3 separate regions of the Mus musculus genome follow, and all the other regions are linked to region 1. The links are chromatin contacts, called in public Hi-C and promoter capture Hi-C maps. All regions are on one chromosome and are shown on one strand. Each heading gives the region's core, a stretch centred on a gene start, on an enhancer-like site or on the middle of the called end of the contact. The rest is flanking DNA. Distances are from core to core; before and after follow the strand shown.

What was found. Promoter capture Hi-C pulls out the DNA fragments that hold promoters and counts their contacts. Hi-C and Micro-C count contacts between places; a contact is called where the count stands out from the background.
Region 2: a contact with region 1 is called in a Hi-C map of B cells, with 14 read pairs. The contact joins the promoter of Nek2 here to the promoter of D730003I15Rik in region 1. A contact is called at or near these places in 6 of 39 promoter capture datasets (3T3-L1-derived adipocytes, erythroid cells, hippocampal neurons and 2 more), 8 of 484 Hi-C or Micro-C datasets (B cells, CD4 T cells, double positive thymocytes and 3 more), 5 of 115 datasets of contacts at active chromatin or transcription factors (astrocytes, effector CD8 T cells, extraembryonic endoderm stem cells and 2 more) and 2 of 9 other capture datasets (adipose tissue and liver).
Region 3: a contact with region 1 is called in a promoter capture Hi-C map of erythroid cells, with 5 times the contacts expected there. The contact joins the promoter of Traf5 here to the promoter of D730003I15Rik in region 1. A contact is called at or near these places in 3 of 39 promoter capture datasets (erythroid cells, liver and pre-B cells), 1 of 484 Hi-C or Micro-C datasets (CD8 T cells), 1 of 115 datasets of contacts at active chromatin or transcription factors (memory CD8 T cells) and 2 of 9 other capture datasets (adipose tissue and liver).

Annotation. Positions count from the first base shown.
Region 1 is chr1:191,223,141-191,227,526 of GRCm38.p6, reverse strand. D730003I15Rik (RIKEN cDNA D730003I15 gene) reads right to left here and starts at 3,073. Exons shown (of 2, transcript NR_151547.1): 1 at 2,985-3,073; 2 at 1,840-2,318.
Region 2 is chr1:191,819,952-191,823,757 of GRCm38.p6, reverse strand. It overlaps Nek2 (NIMA (never in mitosis gene a)-related expressed kinase 2), which reads right to left and starts at 2,285. Exons shown (of 8, transcript NM_010892.3): 1 at 2,017-2,285; 2 at 1,394-1,611; 3 at 1,026-1,266. The coding sequence starts at 2,112.
Region 3 is chr1:192,090,071-192,094,337 of GRCm38.p6, reverse strand. It overlaps Traf5 (TNF receptor-associated factor 5), which reads left to right and starts at 1,739. Exons shown (of 14, transcript NM_011633.2): 1 at 1,739-2,082.

The DNA of each region.
Region 1 (4,386 bases), core at 1,824-4,323:
ACACACACACACACAGAGCCCTCATGTAGCCCAGTCTATTCTCAAAATGGCTATGTAGCTGAGGATGACCCTGACCCCTGATCCTTCTGCCTCCACCTCCACATTACAAGTATGAGACATTTTTTCTGGCTAGGAATTTTCTGTTCCCATCTTTGTCACTAAAGACTATCTAGTTGTCCCATATTTCCAAGTATAAATAGCTGAAAAGCATTTCACTCTAGATTAGATTTCAAAACGAATTTTCTGCGCAGGCTTATAATTCTAACACTCTGGAGGTTGGGGCAAGAGGATCACTAGTTAAGAGGCCAGCCTGGGCTACCTAGGAAGACCTGACTAAAAATGGAGAAGTTATGCTCCAATATAAATGCTATAATGCACTTGAACATTTTATTGAAAAGGATTATAATGTGCCTACAACTGTTTTATAAAGGTGAGTGACAGAAGATGATTAAGATATGCTCTGGCTGAGTTGTTCCTCACTGATTATATTTTAGAGACTGCCTAATGTATGATTTGAGAACACAGAGTGAAACTTCTAAATAGAATCATTAGATTTTTTTTAAAGAAGAGAAACAGAAAAAAAAAATCCTATTAGATTTAAATAGGCCCTTACTTGACTAATGTGCTTTTCATTTTGTTGTTAGAGACGCTCCTACCTCTGCCTACCAAGTGCTGTGCATCTGAACTCTGTCATGAGGAACGTACATTCTCCATGGCTCAATGACCTGGCCATCAGAGCATAGCACATGGAAATAAGTACAGCACTGAGCAGCTGGGCACAGACCTGGTTTTGGTAGTAACTAGGCACATGATTACCAACAAGCTATCTGTCTCCTGAGTCTGTTTCCTTACTTGTACAGTGAATGGAAGGATTGGTGTCCTCTAAACTCCCTTGAATACCTTACAGTTTTGATGGAAACCACATTTAGCTCCTAAATGTAAAAGAGTTTCTCAACAATAAAACTGAGATAAATAATAAAATAATAAAAAGGCAGCTCAAGGTACAATTTAGTGTAGAATACAATGAAGCCCTTGGTTTAATTCTCAATAGCATGCATAAAAAATAGGATCAAGTTGGGGGGAGGGGAGTGGGGAGGAGGGTATGGGGGACTTTTGGGATAGCATTGGAAATGTAAATGAAGAAAATACCTAATTAAAAAAAAGAAAAAAAATAGGATCAAGAGCAGTGGTTCTCAACCTGGGAGTTAAGACCCCTTTGGGGGTTGAACTACCCTTCCAGGGGTTGCATATTAGATATCTTGCAAATCATATATTTACATCATGAATCATACCAGTAGCAAAATTAGTTATGAACGACCAACAAAAATAATTTTATGGTGGGGGTTACAACACCACAATCTGTATTAAAGGGTCACGACATTAGAAAGGTTGAAACACTGGTCAAGAGCCAGCTATTGCTATATAAAATGCCAATACTGGATTTTAATCTTCAAGTCTTTTCTAATATTTTTATTTTATGTACATTGTGTTTTGCCTGCATGTATGAGGGAGTTGGTCCCCTGGAACAGGGGTTACAGACAGCTGTGAGTTGCCATGTGGTCCTCTGGAAGAGCAGCCAGTGCTCTTAACTGCTAAGTCATCTTTCCAGCCCAACCTTCAGGTCCTTTAAACTGGTTAGAGGTGGATAATTACAGGGACTAAAGTTCTAAAATGTTTGCACATCCATGTTTGCATATGAACTCAGAAGGGTTGTATTTATTTTTGGAATGCAAACGAAAGAACACACCAGATTCTCTCATTCTTGTCACATTCTCCACGATTAACCTTTCTTTTAAAAAGTGGGGATAGGGGGTTGGAAAGAAGAAACTGAAGCACTCAACCATTAGAAACCACTTTTATCATTAAACACTTCAAGTTTCCCAATACCATAAAGGCCAGAGGCTATCATTTTACAGCTTATACAGAGACAACCCATGTGAAACCTGAGGCTCCCTCACTAACAGAATGCAGGTCACTGTGACATGGCAAACAACTCTGTGTGTCAAAAGAACAGCTCACTTTCTGATGACAGGGCTGCGGTGCCAATTTTACAAGGTGCCTGGCATTCATTTCTTCAACACTAAACTTTTATCTGGTTCCTGATCCCACACATTATGGCAAATCTCGAACACCAACCCTCTCTGGTCATCCTCATGTGAGATGGGAGAGAGGGTGGGGGTCAGTGCACCCCCTGTCTTCAAAGTTGAGCTGATGCAAGCAGATGTCTTCCTTTCCAATCTAACCACACATCCTTGACCCGGTTACTCTGGATGACAGACATGTCCTCCTCCACTCCTCACAGACATGCAGGAAACCATCTTGAGTTCAGCAGGGAAGATACAGAGATCGGAAGCCCCTTAGTAAGACCCCGGGCCAGGGTCTCCTCAGCTGGTCGCAGGGTCAGCCACCACGTTTACTCTCGCTCTTCACAAGTTTTCATTACAACCCAACACTACCTAAACTTGAACTCTGATAAGTTTCACCCACCAGGGGACTTTCTAGAACTTGCTTCGGTTGAAAGAGGTGTGGCCCACAGACCCAGATGCCACACCTCTCTGACTGACATCGCTCTGGACCTGCAGTGCAAGGGCTGTCCACACAGTCGGGCTCAGCTGCCCCGGGCTCTGCCGACTGACCCCACGGGTGCACCTACGTGACCCGGAGAGGACACCCCACACAACGCCTCACCTCAGATGAACCTGGCGACCCACTCCTGAGGGGTCCCGTGTCCGAGCTGTGGAGACCTTGTGCAGTCACTTCACGTGACCTGAAGACCCCGCTCACCAAGAGGACCAGGGCTTGCCGCCTCACCTCATGCAACCCCATCCTCGTCGCGAGGGGACCCTTACCCAAACCCATCACGACCCGCCTCACCTCACGTGACTCCGGCCCCCCAGTCCTGAGGGGAACCCCCACCTGAGCATGCCGCCTCACGGAGTCACGTGAGGACCCCACCCGAGCCCGTTGCGACCCCGCCGCCTCACCTCGCACGACCCTGACACCTCAGAGCTAAAATTAGACAGGCGGAGCGGCGCGCTCACGTGCGCGCGGCCCGGAAGGGCGGAGGCCCGACTGCGTGAGTCATCAGCCCCGCCCCTTCACGGAGAACGCTGTGACGTAAGCGCGCTGCCGAGAAGCCGGGATAGAAAGTTCGAGTTTCGCTGTCTTAAAGGGGCCGTAGCTCGCACTGCACCCGTTCGGTCACCTCAAACAAAAAGTATGCTGTCCAGGTCACAGAGCTGACCATCGTCAAGCTCTTAATCATTGCCATAGGGCTGGCTCCAGAATTTTCATTTTTTTCGTGCTAAAGTTTGGCTGACCTAGGGCCCAGCCCTGTGGAGCCTACCCATGAGTTTTCTGGAACTGGAGAGGCTGTGCTTAAGAGACCTGGGCTGGCCCATTAGGGCCAGAGCTGCCCGAGGCAGGCCTTGCTTCTCAGTCCTGAGCCATCCACTGTGGTCACGGTCATGCCAAGAACAGTTTCGGAGAGGTCGCACTGTGGGAAGGGAGCCCAGTGGGACAATGGCAGGTGGTCACAGTCCGTCTTCTGGCTACTCACGCCAGACACACGGGAAGTCCTCAGCGTGGACATTTAGAAGCTAACCATTCCTGTCCTTAGTCTCCATACCTGTGTGACCTGCCCTGTCTCCTGTCCATCATGCTTCTGTGATTTCGGTTTTGCTCCGATACGTGGAGTCTGTGGTCAAACATCTTTGTGCCCACCAGGAGATGGAGAAAGCCCAGGCAGCCCCAGGTGCCCAGGAAAAGACTGCAGGGCAGCCACTTCTTGGTGCAGGCACCTGCAGTGAGCTTTCTTACTTTCATTCAGGGGAGATCACCTGCCTGAGATCTTGTGGCCTGTGAGGAATAGAGGGTCTTAAGCAGTTCGCGTGCACAAGCACATGCACGCGCACACATACAAATTGATAAATCCGGAGGAATTCTAAGTCAGCACATCACAAAGACACCAATACACCCAAGTTTATTGCTGCACTATTCACAATAGCTAAATAAAGAACTAACCCAGATGGCAATCAACAGATACATGGTTAAAGAACATGCGTTCTATATGTATACATGTATGGGATTTTAAAAATTATTTATTTACATGTATGTGGGTGAGTATGGGAGCAAGTGCTACAGTGTATCTGTGGAGATCAGAGAGCAGGTTGGTTCGTTCCTTCCACCAGGTAGGTTGTAGGGAATGAACTCCGGGTCTGAGGATTATTGAAGTCTTTATCTGCTGAGCCATCTTCTGGCCCCAGCAATTGAATTTTGCTAGCAAAGAATGAAAATTGCTGTAGGAAAAATGGATGGAACTGGAAATCATTGTGTTAAGTGACCTAAGCCACACTTGGGGAAAGTATAGCATGCTTTCTGTCATAT
Region 2 (3,806 bases), core at 1,036-3,535, 600 kb before region 1:
GCCTTAAACATTATTTGTAACCCTATAATTTAGCATTTTGTGGTTATTGAAGAACAAAACAAAAGCTGAGCAACATGGTTCACACCTCTAATCCCAGCAGCGGCAGGCAGATCTTTGTGAATTCCAGGCTAGCCAGAACTACAGTGAAACTCTGGGAAATGGGGGACACTGAAGATGGCTTAGTGGTTAACAGCACTTGTTGCTCTTACAGAAGACTTGGATATGGTTTCCAGTCTCTCAATCCATCCATAACTCTAGCTCCAAAGAGTCCAATGCTGTCTTCTGACCCCCTTGGGCATTTGGCACACAGGTGGCACACTTACATACATGTAGACCAAACACCCATACACATAAATAAGTCCTTAGTTCTCTTTTTCTTTTGAAAGCTCTAGTTGAATACAGAGAACTGTTTGCCAGGAAGTCTCTTTGAAAACAAATCTAGGAGGGGTCAGCGATTAAGCACCTGCTGCTCTTCCCGGGGGTCCTGAGTTCAAGTTCCAGCATCTGGTCAGACGGCTCACAGTTGCCTGGAACCCTGAGCGTGAGTGTGTGGGATAGGGTAAGTCCACTCCCTCTTCTGGTCTCACCATACACATAGCACTCACTCACAAGACACATATACTATATATACATAAATAATAAACATTTTTAAATACATAATACATATAAAAGACTTTGGGGTGTAACTCAAATGCCTGAGGGCCTAGGTTCAATCCCCAACATTAGGGGAACAAAGTCAAACTCAAACTTAAATTGTATTGTGAATTCTGAGCTACTGGATTTACTAGCAACCCAAGCCTCAGTTCTTTGCATCTGAATGCTTCACCTAAGATATTAAAAAGTTGAATTCTAGGCCAGGTGTGGTAGCTCACACCCTTATTCCCGGCATTTGGGAGGCAGAGGCAGGAGAATCACTTTGAGTTCAAGGACAGCCTGGTCTACAAAGTGAGTTCCAGGACAGTCAGGGCTACACAGAGAAATCCTGTCTCAGGGAAAAAAAAAAAGTTGAATTCTAAAATACTCACAGGAGACATGTAATAGGGTGTGCCAACAAACGTTTTTGCAAAACTCGTGTCGTGATTTAATATTCTAGCTAGTCCAAAGTCCCCCAGCTTGACATTGTGTTTGCTGTCCAGGAAGACATTGGCTGGCTTCAGGTCCCGGTGAAGCACAGTGTGGCCACCATCGCTCCTTCTGTGACACTCTTTCAGGGCCAGCGTCAACTGAGTCATCACTCGAAGGACAAACTCTTCCTCCAAGTACTGTCTGGAGAAAAAGCACATTTCACAACCCTGAATAAAAGCCATCTTCAATCTGGGGCAAGTCATTCAGAGCGTACAAACATGGAAGTTAATTATTATTAGATACGAACCGTGGGGCTCTTTCACCTTACCTATCCTTGGTCCCCTTTGAAATGACACTAGCCAGGTCCCCTCCCTCACAGTATTCCATTACGATGTACAGGGTTGTGTTGGTTCGGTCAATAATGCGATCATAGTAACTGACGATGTTTGGATGTTTCAGCTCCCGAAGCAAGTTCACTTCAGACACAAGCATCTGCTTCTCCACCTCCGTCATGGAGCCATAGTCAAGCTCTTTCCACACCAGGATCTGAAATACAACATTTCCAAGGTGTGAGACAAAGGGTGAAATTTCCAAAGTTGAAAAACAAAACACTAACAACTCAATGGGTGTGTCAGTGAGGGAGTCGAGACCGGGTTAATTTAGTGGGAAGACCCACCCGAAATGTGGGCGGTACCATCCCCAGCGCTTGAGTCCGGGACGGCGTGTGGCGCAGCGGCGAAGCAGGTCACGTGAGCTCGTCTTTCTGCTCGCCGCGGATTCGCGCCTCCACCGGTTCCCAGCCGCGGCTGCCCGCTCCACGAGCCCGTCCCTTCTTAGGAGGCTACAGCCCGGTCCTTCACGAGAGTTCAGGTGGCCGCCCTGCCCCTCCCCAGCGTGGGCGACGCTTGCTTCTCCCTAAGCCCGCCGTGGAAGGGCTGCCCGGCGCCTCACCTTGCCGTCGCTCTTCCTCCGAATCTTCTGACAGCGGCCGTAGGAGCCGGTGCCGATGCTGTGCAGCACCTCGTAGTCCTCCACCCGGGACGGCATGGCGAGCGGCCACCCTGGCAACCACACCACCGCGCCGCTCGGAGCCCAGGCTCGCCCGCTGCAGGCCAACCGCGCCGAAACCCGAGCCCCTCGTCTGCCTGCCTGAGTCGGCGAGCAACCGGCCACCGGGTCAACCGTCGCGGGCTTCGGCCTCGCATTCTATTGGTCCACAGCGAAGGTGCATCTCAACTCTGATTGGCTGAGAAAACACAACACTGCTAGGCATCCTGGGAAAATGCGTGTCGCTAGGCAACCGCGTCGGCGTTGGTGTCTGCGTCTAGCTGCTCTACGGAATACGAGCCGCGCCGAAAACCCCTGGGATTTGGGATCGCAAAGCCTGTTGGGGCCTCGGTAATTCCATTCCTTGGCTGAAGTCGCTATGGTAACGGATGTCCGAGGCTCTGGACTGGAGACACTGGCCTTTTGACCTTTCCACTTTGACCCCACCCTTTTCCGACTCCTCTGCACTCGGGTCCTGAACCTAAGCCCTTGTGTGTTGAGGATTTGATGACCCTGAGGGTGCGGTGAGTGCACCGAGCACTTTATAGTCCTCACACCTAGAGAGCCAGAATCCCTGTTCCAGCCCGGCTTGGTGGCGCGCTCAGGCAGATCTCTGTGAGCTTGAGGACATCCAGAGCTTTGTAGAGGGTCCCTGCCTTACCCCCACCCGCGAGAAAGACACCCCACGCCCAGAGAGAGAGAGAGACAGAGAGAGAGAAACTAGGCCCAACTGCCCAGAAGAGAACTAATTAAAAAATAATAAGAATAAAGGATATTCATAGTAATAACGCAGAGTTGACATGTGTTTTCTGAGCACAGTTAGCATAGTCTAGATCTCTGAACATTAAACTGAGAGACCTGTTGAACATAGAAACGTATCCAAAGCTTAGGGACTGAGTATGGAAGCATTCAGAACAGAGTCACCACACTGCCAAATTGTACTTCTAAGACATCTACCAAAAAAGTGTGTTAGGAAAAAAAAAAAAAAAAAGGTGTTCCCTAATAGCCAATCCGGGAGCTGCATGCAGTTTGCTGACTTGAGCTCACATAGCCAGTGACATGGCCCCGCTTTGACTTGGGGAAGGGGAGCTAAAGGCTTCCATCCAGAGCAGGTGGGGGGTAATGTGCATTACCAGAAAGCTAATAATCTGCTGCATAAATGGGTCATTGTTCTTAAAATATCTGTTCATGCTGTGATTGAAAAAGAACCCAATGTCCTATTAATAAGAATTAGAAGCCTCCTTATGTTAAAAATAAATGTATTTTGTGCGCTGAATTTAGTATAAGCTAATTGGAATTGCCAGCCAGGAGAACTTTTAAATTAGCATTCAAGGACATTGTCACACCTCAAAGGGGTAGGATTAATTTAGGTCTCAGAAATTATATAAGGAGCTACAAATGCCTGAGGTCATTTATATGGTGTGTGTGTGTCATATGTGATGTGTGTGGTATGTTTGTGTGTGTGTCGTATGTGATATGTGTGGTATGTTTGTGTGTGTGTGTCGTATGTAATGTGTGTAGTATGTTGTGTGTGTGTGTGCTGTGTGTGTTGTTTATGATGTGTAGAGTGTTGTATGTGATATGTGTAGCATGTTGTGTGTGTGGTGTGTTTGTGATATGTGGTGTATAGGCGTGTGGTGTGTATGTGATGGGTGTACTGATGCTTATGTTGAGTTTGTTGACCAGCCTGCTTC
Region 3 (4,267 bases), core at 490-2,989, 870 kb before region 1:
CAAAACAAAACATAAACTTTCTTGAAGGTACATGAGAAAAATAAAACATGATTACGTAGAAAATTGGATGTGACGGTGTACGCCTGTAATCACAGTGTTCAGGAGATGGGGGAAGAAGGCTAGTAGTTTGAATGAGCCTCAGCTGCATAGCAAATGTGAACCAGCCTAGGCTACAAGAGACTGACTCTGGGATCAACACCACAAGCTGGGAACATATCCTTCACTTCTGACTACTCTGATATTAACACTAAGAGCACTGGCTACTCTTCCAGAGGACTTGAGTTCAACTCCCAACATTTATGTGAAGCTTAATAACTGTCTGTGACTCCAGGTCTCTCTTCTGGTCTCCACAAACACCAGGAATACACGTGGTACACAGACATGCAAGCAAGCAAAATAAAAAATAATTAAAAAAATTTAAATGTACGAGACCACACTTCTCCAATCCCACCAAAAAAGTCCTATCTATTCTCATTTAGACTTCTGTCTGTGAGTCCGGTGGCCACCATTTGGAACACAATAAGAACTTATCCTATCCCAGTTTTGGACTTCATCATACCAAGACCTTGGGTCTCATATTTAGAACAGATTGCTTCTTTCAGAACCATAGCTACATTAGTCATTTCAGACATGGTCTTTCCAGTCTATATTGCCTGTTTCCTATGGTGTCTAAATCCATAGGGTCCTGTCACCTTGCAGTCATGTGAAAGAAGGTGGAAAGTAAGGTAAATAGATGTATTGTTGGGAGGGTTAGGGAAGGAGAGGACTTAGGCTCAGTCTCTTTCAGTTCTCACAAGAGTAATCTGGTCCAGAGGGCCAAAGCATGCCCACGGGAGGGTTTAATCTCGATAACCAAAGAGTTGCACCTGGGTGTTGGGATCCTGTTGACTATTCCACCAGATCCCACATCCGCTCCCAGCTGTTGCCCAGCTCCAATGCATACCTGTGTCCACTGCAAGGGCCCTAGTACTCTCTTCTCTCCGTGATGAACATTTGATGCTCAAGACAGCTAAGTATTTCCCGCGTTTGTCTGACTTGGAAGAGGTTAGATTTGAGATGCTAGTTCACTTCGTTCATACAGGCTGCAATTACTGTGGACCTGTAGAGCGAATACACTGTAACAACTCTGTGCTAGGATTTGGGAGGCAAGAATTCAAGCTCTAGCCTTGGGTAGGTCCACTCAGTTCTCTCTAGACCGCAGATAGAACGCTCATAGTTCAGGCACCCTCCACCAGGTGGCTCTGAAGACCAGGAGAACTAACTGGGACGCTTTTGACAACAGAACATCAGAGAGACTGTCAACGTTACGCTAACAGCAGAACGAGGACTGGCAGATTTGTACTGGACTGCAGCAAGTTCAGGGAAGAAGTGATTTGAGCCAGATCTCTGATCTTGAGCAAACGTGTCTACTCAAAGAATAAATAGGTTTGGGGGGTCGGAGGGAGGCTGATTGAAGAGCAAAATATATACAATTCAAAGGCGCACAAGATACTAATGTTTCTAGAAAGAGAAGCCTAGGCTTCTAGGGTCTGGGTGATTCCCAGCATCTAGAGGGATACTTCGCCCAGCTCAGGTGAGTTTCTGGCCGCTGTCAGAAGCCTCACGCCCCGCCGCTTGGGCGCCATGACCACGCCCCCATCCTCGGCCCTGCCTCTCGGGAGACATAACCACGCCTCCACCTTCAGCCCTGCCTCTTGGGCACCCTGACCACACCCCCATCGTCAGCCCCGCCCCTCCCGGAGCCCGCCGCTGGAGCTGGCCTAACCCGCTGCTGAGGCGAAGCAGCCTAGTGCCCGCCGCCGTAGGGCGCCAGCGGAGCTCCGCGAGCCCCGCAAGTGGCGAAGTCCGGGTGAGCTAACCGTCCCGGCTCCTCAGAAACCGAAAGCAACTCAGGGTGGTGAGCCGGAGGCGTGTGTGGTAGCGGGCGAACTGAGGCGACGCGGGACACCCGCGCCCGGCCGAGGGCACTTTTGCAAGACTTGTGAGCACAGCCCGTTAACGTGAGCTTAATGCCAGGGTCTCGAGCCTGCGCCGGTGCTATAGCGCGTGCTCGATTGGAAACAGAACCCGACTCTGCAGAAGGTGAGTTCCAGATTTCAGCAGACCCGGGCGCCTAGAGGTGAGCACCCACCGCAGGTTGGACGGAGACAGTCCTCACACCACTGCTTGACCCCCTTGCCACCCAACTGTGAGGTGTTACAGTTCTGAGGACAGTTCTGAGGACTTTTGTTGCGGATCCCTCTGGGCCATTCTGGTTGGCTTCTTTCTTCCTCAGCCTCTCCACTCTGTCTGCTGACTTTCCATATTTGGCTATTTTACTTTCGTGAGAACTCTGTTTATCTCGCTGCGGCAGGCGCGGGGCTCGTCGGAGTCCAGTTGTGGGCTAAGGTCTGTAAAATGAGGAGAGACTCCCTTCTCCCCAATCCTCTCCATGGCCTGTGAAAAAAGGCATCCAGCTTGTTGCAATAAACATCGGGCATAGGTGCTGTGTGAAAACTAGATTAGGGCCAAAGAGGACGGTTCCCTTTTCCAGGAATATACACATTTTTTAAAAGTCTTAGGGAATACTTAAAATGCAAAGAAATTGGTTAAAGCATTTCTGAGAATAGAACTTCCTGGGTGTGTGAGAGATAATTTTAGACAGCAAACGTCTGGGTTAACGAGTCCTCCCCAATCCAGAGATCCTAACATAACTGAGAGTCTGGATAAAAACCTGACACCTTGGACAACTGATTTAAACAGAAAAGGCAGAAATTACAGATGGAAAGATGGATGGGAGATGAAGGTGGGAAAGGTAGTGAGTTCAGGAAATGGGTTGTCTCCAGACTCTGGACTGTAGTCTCCCTGGTCTCTTGTAGGGCTAGCTGTGGAAAGGGGCCACAACAGAGAAGGGTGACGTTCTCAGGGTCCCTGGCTAAGGCCGGTGGTGTGGGACAAGGATGGCCGACGTCAGTGGAGAACCCACTGGATGTGGGTGGATGACATAGGGGCCCAGCCACTGGGAGTAAGAGCTTTCCTTTTTGGGGTATCTCAGGGTGACTTGCAAAGTTGGGGAGCCAAAGCCTCTGAGTCAGTCCTGTTAGACTAGGGGGAGAAACAGCCTTATGTAGTTACAATCCCCACTTTCCTGAGGGGGGCCTTGAAGAAAAAAGAGCCACTAAACGTGAAGCTGCCCCTTATGGTCCATTTGCTCCTCACTCAATGTCATGTGCTCTCATTTTGTCCCCCACGACACCCTTGTGAGTCAGGGTAGCTTTGCACATCCCCCAGATGTCGAGGGGAAGCACCTAGTGTCAACTCAGTCCTGAGCTCTGCTGCTGGGCCAGGCGGGGGACTCTGAGGTTTCTGCTTCAGGACTGTCAGCTTGGTTCCTCAGAGAGCCACAACTGCCTACCTCCCCTTTAGTCTGAGGGGTCAGCAAAAGGACCCAGATTCCCCTAAGTGCCTGGAGCATCTGTTCCAGCAATGTGGGTAAAGTTCTGCTGGAAACTGCCCCTGACGTTGTATGAACCAATGCCACACTGTCCACGCAGCCAGCCAAGTGACTGGGGAAGGATCTGTGTCTGATTTTGTGGTAGCCTGGAATCTGGCATTGGTTAGCCTAAAAAGATGTTGGCTGAACTGCACTCCGTTTATTTGGGGTGTGCCTCCCAGTTACTGAGGGCGGGTGTTAGTAAGAGTTGATTAGATCCCAGGAATCAGATTAAGATGCAGGTTATAAATAACCTATCACATTACACTAGCTTCTCTTTCCCAGAGAGAAGGGAGAGGTCCCACATGATTTCAAGCTAGAACTCAGAAAACCTCATAGCAGGGAATGGGCAGCAGCCAAGCCTGAGCCTTCTGAGGCAACTCCTATGTTCTTTCCAGTATATGTTGAGTAGAGGAAGCCAAGACTCTCTGGACAGATGTGAGAACCAGTGAGGAGTTGGCCCCTGGCCGAAGTTTTAAAGACTTAACAAACCAGAAGAAGAGGACACCGGAACAGATGCAGTCTCTAAGTGCTTTCTCCACCTGGGTTGCAGCTCTTCCAGGGTTCTTCTGGGCAGGAGCTAGTGCTCCTGAAGAGACTGGTCAGAATGGGAGGGGTGACAGGTGTAATATCTACCAGCATGAGAGACAGGGAAAGGTGAATCACTCTATAAGACAGAAACAAAATGCCAAGGGCTGGGCACCTGCTGCCACCACCCAAGGATTGGGCCAGCATTGGTGTATTGCTTTGCTGAGATAAAAGTACTTAAGGAATTCCTATGTGTGGTCTCTGGCA